2 separate regions of the Lactuca sativa genome follow, and region 1 is linked to region 2. Evidence: chromatin contacts called from public Hi-C data. All regions are on one chromosome and are shown on one strand. Each heading gives the region's core, a stretch centred on a gene start, on an enhancer-like site or on the middle of the called end of the contact. The rest is flanking DNA. Distances are from core to core; before and after follow the strand shown. Region 1 holds the start of LOC111883381 (14-3-3-like protein). Region 2 holds the start of LOC111883445 (putative WEB family protein At1g65010, chloroplastic).

Region 1 (4,476 bases), core at 819-3,318, 160 kb before region 2:
TTTTTGAAGTTCGTAAATCATTTGGTATCTCACCAGTGGAACAAAATGATGATATCACTTATTAAAATGGATGATTTTTGGTTGAAAGGGGACGAATACACAGACACACACACTACATTCATTGAAAATGTTGTGATTTTTATGTAAGTTTAAGTTGTACCAAAACCCATCCAACTGTAAAGCAGCACAAGAAAGGAATCAAAAGTGCATACCATTAACTCATTAAGTGCATCTCTTCCTGAAAAGCAGTCAAACCATATTTGACTCCTTTACAGACTGTTGTCACTAATAAATCCAATACACTAAAAAGGGGGTGAATTCATGTACTTTTAGCAATCCAAAATTATGTGTGAAATGAACAATAAAGATTTAAAAAATAACTGAAACATATACGATATACCTATAATAAGTATATAACCACAAACATTTTTTTAACTTATAAAACCACAACCTAAAAAGCGTTTGCAATGATGGAAGATGAAATTAAGCATGATATTAAAAAAGATAGAAAATCATTAAATTCCTAAATCTAAAGAGTTGATACTCGCAACAAGTAGAGCATTTTCAATCGAAAAGCAAACAATTACAAACCATAAACAGGTCTTGAGTAGGGAATTTTGTTACTCATCTGCCTTTGGTGCTTCTTTAATTTCTTCAGCACTGTCATCCTGCATTATTTCAAACCAACAATTGGGTATGAATATATGATAAATTGATAAATAAATTAATTAATTAAAGTAGTAAAGAATAAAAATTGAAATTAAAAAAAGAAAACTACCTGCATGTCTGAAGTCCATAAAGTGAGATTATCACGAAGAAGTTGCATGATCAGGGTGCTGTCCTTGTAGGAATCTTCTCCTAAGGTATCCAATTCTGCAATAGCTTCATCAAAAGCCTACCAAATCACAAAACAACCAGTCAAATTCAGAATAATCACAAGTGAATCTGAGAATATCATTTATATTCAAAGTTTTATACAGTTTACTGCTCACCTGCTTTGCAAGATTGCATGCGCGATCTGGTGAATTTAGGATCTCATAGTAGAAGACTGAGAAGTTGAGTGCAAGTCCAAGTCGGATAGGATGGGTGGGAGCAAGTTCTCCATTTGCAATATCCTGCAACCATGAGAGCTTGATTCTTTTCTGACTGCTTTGGAAAAAAAAGTGAAAGAAAAATCGAGCACCGATATGGAAAATGTGTAACGGTTTTCATTTGATGAATGCAATAGAGTCGTATTGACTTGAGATTCGATTTTCAGAGTTAGATTTTAGAAGAGCTACAGAAGTGTGATTGAAAGGGCAAAGATTTAACGGAAATCTAATATGCAAGTCATGGAATGAATAGTTTCAGGTTTGACTTCTGGTTTAGAGTGTAAAAGCTAACAAGTGAAACAGTGAAAAACGAAATTCTTCAAACAAAATTTAGAGCAAAAAGTGAGAAAACCCTAACCTGAGCCGCCTTGTAAGCAGAGAGTGTATTCTCAGCAGCTTCTTTCCTCTCAGATCCAGTCTTAAATTCAGCCAAATACCTGTAATAATCTCCCTTCATTTTCAGATAGAAAACCTTGGAATCACCGCTAGACGCGGATCCGATGAGCTTCGAATCGAGAAGCTTGAGGATACCGTCGCAGATCGACGATAGCTCCGTCTCGATCTTAGATCTGTAATCACGGATCGTCGCAACGTGTCCCTCGTTGCCTCTGCTCTCTTCTTTCTGCTCGATGGAGGAGATGATACGCCAGGAAGCCCTCCGTGCTCCGATCACGTTCTTGTAAGCAACGGAGAGAAGGTTGCGCTCCTCTATGGTGAGTTCTTCGCTGCCGTCCGCGGCGGCGACGACTTTTTCCATGAATTCAACCATTTCCTCGTAGCGTTCAGCTTGTTCGGCGAGTTTTGCCATGTACACATTGTCTTCGCGAGGAGATGATGCGGCGGCCATTGCTCTGTTTGTGTGTGAAGAGAGAGAATGCGAAATGGGGAAGGAGAAGGCGGTTATCGTCACAGCCTATTCGAGTTTTGCAGAGAGAGACAGTGTGGTGGTATATTGGCTCTTTTGAAAAAGGTATTTCCTCACTGGTTCCAATATAATATTTTATATTTAGAGTAAATTACAATTTTGGTCCAGTTGTTTATACAAGGTTTAGTCCTAGTTTTACGATTTTGACACTAGTAGTCCTCGTGGTTGGCAATTTCATAAGGCTGTTAGGTGTGGGCAACGCCTTTAGGACGTTTTTCCACGTTATAACACCATAAACACCGCCCTTCCTATCCATTTTTACATGTTATTAGCATACACGTTGCTTTCCGTTATCACCACCACATCCTATAACGCTCGTTTTTTGTTTTTTCTTCTAAAAACGTTGGTGGGCATTGCCCACTCCAACCAATCTTATGGAAAGGTGTTTATTTTTGTTACCGTCAATATTTTTTGTGAAGTGCATATGAAATGATTAAAATGTATATGTTTTTGTCTTTTCTTACTTTTTTTAATTATTACTAAAAATTACAGTATATCACCAACACCATCGTATACCATCACTACAGCATTGTATGCCACCACCATTGTCATTTTTCACTACCACCACCTGCAACTCCAAACCAAATTAAGCTACCCACTTACCCAACCTTACATATCTCAATAAACCATAGTTGTTTGATTGGAAACAATGCATAAGGGGAAGGAGGAAGAAGATTGGCACCACCATCACCGCCATAGTCAAGATAAACTCAATCTCTTTTCTCATCATCTTTATCTTTGATGTTAACTTGAATTGTAATTGATGATGGGAGGAGAATGTGAGGAGGTGATAGTATGTAAATGAAGAGGAGATGATGCTTGTCGGAGAAGGGATCAAGAAAACAGATCAGTTGGATTTACATGCAAGAAAAAAAAAACAGAAAGAAGATAGCAACTGGAGATGTGATTAGGAAGAAAGGGAACAGAGTGATCGTTATAGATCAAGCGGTCACTTAAGAGTGATGAAAGAATACCAACGACTAGTTAAAGAGAGGAGGGTTTTTGGATGTGATATGCATTCTTAGTGGGGATGGCATTGTCATTAATCTTTATTATATAGCAGGTTACAATTTTGGTCATTGATGTTAGAAAGTCGTATTACTTTTAGTCCTAAAAAAGGATAAAACAAAGGCATTTTAGTTATTTCATTTCATGTGTAGTTAAAAGAAAAACTATGACGCTAATTGAGGGAATGGCCATTTCTAATAGAATTGCCAACCACGAGGATCAATGATGTCAAAACCATAAAACTAAGATCAAACCTAAAAAGTGGTGTAAACCACATAGACTAAAATTGTAATTTAATTTTATATTATAAGAAACTCCGTCGCTTCCTCGGTTAGATTCAGTCTAAATTAGTAATTTACAAACATAATAATTGGATAATTCCATCATTTATCAATTACTTCTTGAAAAAAACATATAAATAGTGAAAATAGAATGAAGAAAATTATTTCGTCGTGGATATAGACAATGATGTAATAATCCATGAATTTAAATTAAAGGATTTAATAACCCATGTAATAAACTAAAATGGCATATTACCCATATAAAAAACAAAAAAACCAAAAGGGTATAAGACCCATATAATCAAACAATTGGTTTTATAAATCTTGCTATGAAAAATATGCTACCTTCAAATTTTTTTCTAATTAACAAATAGAGTTAATATTGATTAGCTAATAAAGATGAGTAATATATACAAACTCAATATGTTAAAATGGGATAATTCTACAAACAAATAACAATAATATGCATGCATCAATCCCAAATCGAGTCAATCTCATAAGTCCAAACTTCCCAAAATAGTGATGGTTAAATAATACGACTCATAATCAGTAAGCACGAAGCACAAACCTTAGCTTTTTTCCATTTTACAAATCTAGGCATAGTGAACCATCACACTAGCCACCAGGGGTAGCTAACCATACTTGCACGTAAGGCTTTCTAAAATCCTAATCACAACCCGCTATCTAGGAATTCTACAAATAATAGGATCTCAAGTGTAACAGTCCAAAAATCATGACATAAAAATAATTGTTTTTACATTTATAAATCGTTAATACATATCTTTCTCATAAAACCAAGGAATCCAAGATTTAACAAATTAATTCACAGAACGTGAAAACTTGTGGTGTGTGTTATGCAATCATTTCGAGCTCTCCCATTTAAAAACCGAAGTACCTGAAACATAAACTGAAAATCGTAAGCACAAAGCTTAATGAGTTCTCCAAAATACCACATAGCATACAACCACGAAATATCATGCAACATACATATAGTTGCCATGGGATCCCCCTCCCCCCCCCCCCCTAATGGTCTTTACCTGGAATGTCATGGGCTCCCCCCATGGTCTAATATCCAAGTGTCATGAGATCCTCTCATAGTCTCTTCCTGGAATGCCATAGCCCCCCCCCCCCCCCCCAAATGGTCTGATATCCAAGTGTCATGGGCTACCCT
Region 2 (4,350 bases), core at 830-3,329:
ATGACCATGACTATGGCTATGCCCACTACTACCGGCGTTCTCGCCTTCCTCCCCTTGACCCACCCCACCTGCATCCGTATAAATCGACGAAGCTCGCCGGTGCTCCGGTTTAAACTTCGGCGTCTGCGGCTCTGATTTAGGCGAAGCCGACATGTCAAAAATAGAACCTTTCAACGCCTCCGCCTTCTCCGGATCATCACCTACAGCGATATCAGCAACTGTTTCGTCCTCGAAGTTGTTGAAAACGTCGTCGTCTTTGTTGAACGCTTTCAGATCATCGAAATCGAAGCTGAATGTCTGCCGTGGTGTTCCTCTTCCGTCGTAATGATCTTCGTAGAGGCACGAAAGCGGGGAGTCGAAATCGTCGTTGTGTTCTTTTTCGTCGTAGAATTTTTCAGCTTCTGCTTTTGCAGCTAATAATCTCTTGAACTCTTTCACGTTTTCACGAGCTGCGACTTCGTTGATTCGTAATCGTTCGTTTTCCTTTGTGAGGAAATGTAATGCGTCTTCTTTTTCTGCTAGTAAGTCTTTGAGTTCTGAATTTTCCGATCGAGCGATGTTGGAGGCTTCTTTAGCGACGTTTGATTCGTTTAGGGCTTGTTTGAGAATGTCTCGAAGCTTGAAAGCTTCTTCTCTCGCGATTCGTGCTGTGTTTTCGGCGGAGACTAGGGCTTCTTTCAGCCGGTTGTTTTCGTGTTTAGCGGCGGCGGATTCTTCATCGGATTTTTTAATACAGGTTATGAATCCCATTTCTTTTGATGACCATGTGAGATAAGATTCCTCAGATTCCACTCGTAATCGATCGTATTCTTCCCTTTGTATCTCGAGTTCTTCCGTTAATCGCTCGACTTCTGAACTCAAATCGCTTACTTTCGCTTCTGTTGATCTTAGTTTTTCGTTTGTCATACTTGCTTCTGTCGCTACTTCTTGTAATGCAGATGCTAAACCATCCATCGCCTTCTTGCTTTTCTCCTCGCCTTCCATTGCATGTTTTACTTCGTTCTTCAGCTTTGCGATTTCTTCTTTTAATGCTATTGTCTCCATTGATGCTTGATTTTGAATTTGATTTTGATTTTGATTTTGATTTTGCTTTTGATTTTGATTATGATTGTAATTGTAATTACCTTTTGATGTGTTGTTGTTGCCACCATTCTCGAGCCTCTCGTAAAGTGAAGCAACTTCAAGTTTCGATTCTTCTAAATCCATTTTAGTTTGCATAATTTCTTGCGTTTGAAACATCAGCGACTCCAACATTTTTGATTCCGATTGCTTTGCTTTTTCCACCTGATCTTCCAATTCCTGCATCTGTTTTTTGCTTTCATCCTTAACTGTGGCCAATTCCTTTTTCAATTGTTCTAAATATTTATCCCTTTCTGCCAATTTAGCCTCAAACGCCTTTGACAACCCTGCATTAACCTCCGTAATGAGTCGGTTTTTTTCTCGTTCTGCTTCATTTAATCTCGCTTTTGTGTTCTTCAACTCCTCCTCTAAATCGGTTACTTGCTTTTGCATCATTGCAGCCTTAACAATCCGATTCTACGCAACAAAAACACAAATCATCATCATCGTCATCAGATATACACAGAAATTTAACCAAATTACACCAAAATTTAACAATTTTATATACCTCTGATAAACTAATTGACTTGCGATCAACGGAAACGACGGCTTCTTTAGCGACTTGTGAAGCAAGAGCATCTCCCCTACAAATCTTCGATCCGGAAATGCTTCTAATGAGAAAGGATTGATGCTTCTTTTGCCCGAATTCCAAATAACCAGATCTAAAAATCAACGATATTTATCATAAATCAAGGATAGAGACGACGAAATTTACACGTAACGTATGATGATGATACAGAGACAGAAATTTGGATGAGTTAGTACCTGGATTTGGAACGTAACATTGTGGAAGATTAGGCGCTGTCAAAATTCGACTATTTCTGGAAACCGATGAAAAATCGGAGAGAAAATGGTTGAAATCCGGTGGGTTTGAAGGGGTCCGAGGTTGGCGGGTACTCGATACAGACACTCACTTTGAATCAAATACTACAAAGGAATTCAGGGGAAATTGACAAATGGGGAAAAGAAAACACCTAAGCCTACATGGAAATTAATTGACTCAATCTTATATTTCTATTCTTTACCCTTGACTTTTCTATTTGTTCTTTTGTTCTTTGTTTTTTGTTTTACAACCTAAAAAGGTTATTTGCAAAAGGGTAAGGTGTTTTTATTATTTTATTCATTCAATCATTAAATACAATAGGCTTTTTTTTCTCATTTTATATAACTGTTTAAAATTAGAAACTTGTTGAAAATTAACATGTAATTAGGTTAATTTTTCATAATGGACGTGTTCGATAAAACTAACCAGAAGCTTGTGGTTGGTAATTGTTAGCTGATATGTTAAAACTGTAGCTTTCTTTGTATATAAGTGTTAGCCATAATATAGTTGGAAGTTGGAACCTTTGAAATATGTAAAATTACATAAATATTATTCATTGTAATCTTATAAATTTGTTATAATATAAATGAGCTTTTTGTTAAATGTTATTTGAAGTAGTTTTTAGATTATTAGTTTTTTTGTTTAAAACTCAAAGTTATAAATTTTCAAAAGCTCTATGCCGAATATGTCCAATATGTTAAAACTTAAAATTATTGATTTCTTAAAATAAATAAGCTAAAATATATGTTGTATTGAATAATAAATTGTTGAATGTATTTTTACTTTCACGTGAATTCAAAACAAAAGGAAATGATGTTTAATGTCTACTAAAGATCTCAAGAATACAAATATCAATTTATATAAATGTATGAAACCCGATAAAAACTCTAAATCTGATTAGGGTAGCAGTCTTGTTTTCCGAAAAATACAAAAATAAAAGACATAAAGGGTAGAAGGTGTTGTATTATCATGTAATAGTAGATGAGGGGTAGTTCTGATAAGTTTGAGTAACTTTAAGGGGTTTAGTGTACATAACCGTTATAAATGCTAAAGTAATTAATTGGCGTAGGCAAGGGGGGTGTGACCGTGTCCTACGGCCGGCCAACATTTTCACAGGGATGTGTGAAATTGGTCAACGCTCATAATTTGGGCTCGGTCATCAATTTGGGCTTTTGAGTGTTTAGTCAAGAGAACCAAACGCATAAATTTCTTATATCGTTCTAGACTCTAGTGAGTGCGGTTTATTTTTTAGTGTTTTTTATAAGGTTAAATTCTATAAAAGCTATTATAGTTTGGATTAATTGATTTTAATCATTGAAAATATTTGATAATTAAATTTTGAGATTTTTGATTTTTTTAAAAAAAAACAGTAATAAAGTATAAACTATAAAGGATTTCTATTTAACCATAAAACTTTTAATTACATAAATAACCAATATAATTTAGATATATTTCCGGTTTAATCGTTTAAAAAATTATGATTTAACTACAAAACTTTTTATTTTGTTTAAATATAACCTCAACCTCATACGATCATCTAGGGATGAGCAGTTTGTCCCAAATCCCGATCCCGTACCGGTACCGTACCAGAATCGGTACCGAATTTAAAAATACGGGACGGTACTTGGTACTCCAAATACATGAAATTCGGGAATCGGTACCGTCGATACCGGTACTAGTACCGAGTACCGGTACCATTCCCGGTACCGGTGATGTTAATTTGGTTCGGTACTCGGGATTAACTTTCGATTAAATTCGGTATTCGGGAAATCGGGAACGGGACAGGTCGGTACCGGTTCCGTCCCACGCTCATCCCTACGATCATCCACCTCAAAACCCTAGGGTTTTTTTTTCTAAACCTCCCAGATAGTTTTGATACTTGTTGTGTGATTTAGAATAATAATAATAATAATAATAATAATAATAATAATAATAATAATAATAATAATAATAATAATGAAACTCTAAATTTATTAACACCAGCAACAATAGACCCCCACGAATCTCATTGTAATAAGGTAGGGAAATAGATGTCAACAATCATGATTTTGTAAGGAGTAGAGCGACTGCGTCACATAGATGACATCCACCATTTGTAACTTGTACGTATAGAAAAGACGATCAAACAAACAGTCTACAGTAAAACCAAACTAGTCGCAGCATATTAACACGATGGAAACACTTTGGAGTGTATTGATCTAAGACTTGCAAAATGAGACAAAACAAAAAGGGATTAAGTCCATGTGAACAGTAAATGAATACATAAGTACATCAAGATTTCATCATATATTCAAGAAGTATTTATCAACGATATTGAACAACATATGACACATAAAAGGCGATGCTATCGATATACCTTGATGTGTAGTCTTCATGCCCTTTTAATATAGGTCATATCCTCATAAAGG

The links. Hi-C and Micro-C count contacts between places; a contact is called where the count stands out from the background.
Region 1: a contact with region 2 is called in a Hi-C map of leaf, with 4 times the contacts expected there. The contact joins the promoter of LOC111883381 here to the promoter of LOC111883445 in region 2.

What each region holds. Positions count from the first base shown.
Region 1 is chr2:153,687,036-153,691,511 of Lsat_Salinas_v11, reverse strand. It overlaps LOC111883381 (14-3-3-like protein), which reads right to left and starts at 2,068. Exons shown (of 4, transcript XM_023879705.3): 1 at 1,450-2,068; 2 at 993-1,115; 3 at 779-895; 4 at 415-668. The coding sequence starts at 1,938. The coding sequence ends at 621.
Region 2 is chr2:153,526,858-153,531,207 of Lsat_Salinas_v11, reverse strand. It overlaps LOC111883445 (putative WEB family protein At1g65010, chloroplastic), which reads right to left and starts at 2,079. Exons shown (of 4, transcript XM_023879780.3): 1 at 1,885-2,079; 2 at 1,628-1,781; 3 at 1-1,536. The coding sequence starts at 1,904.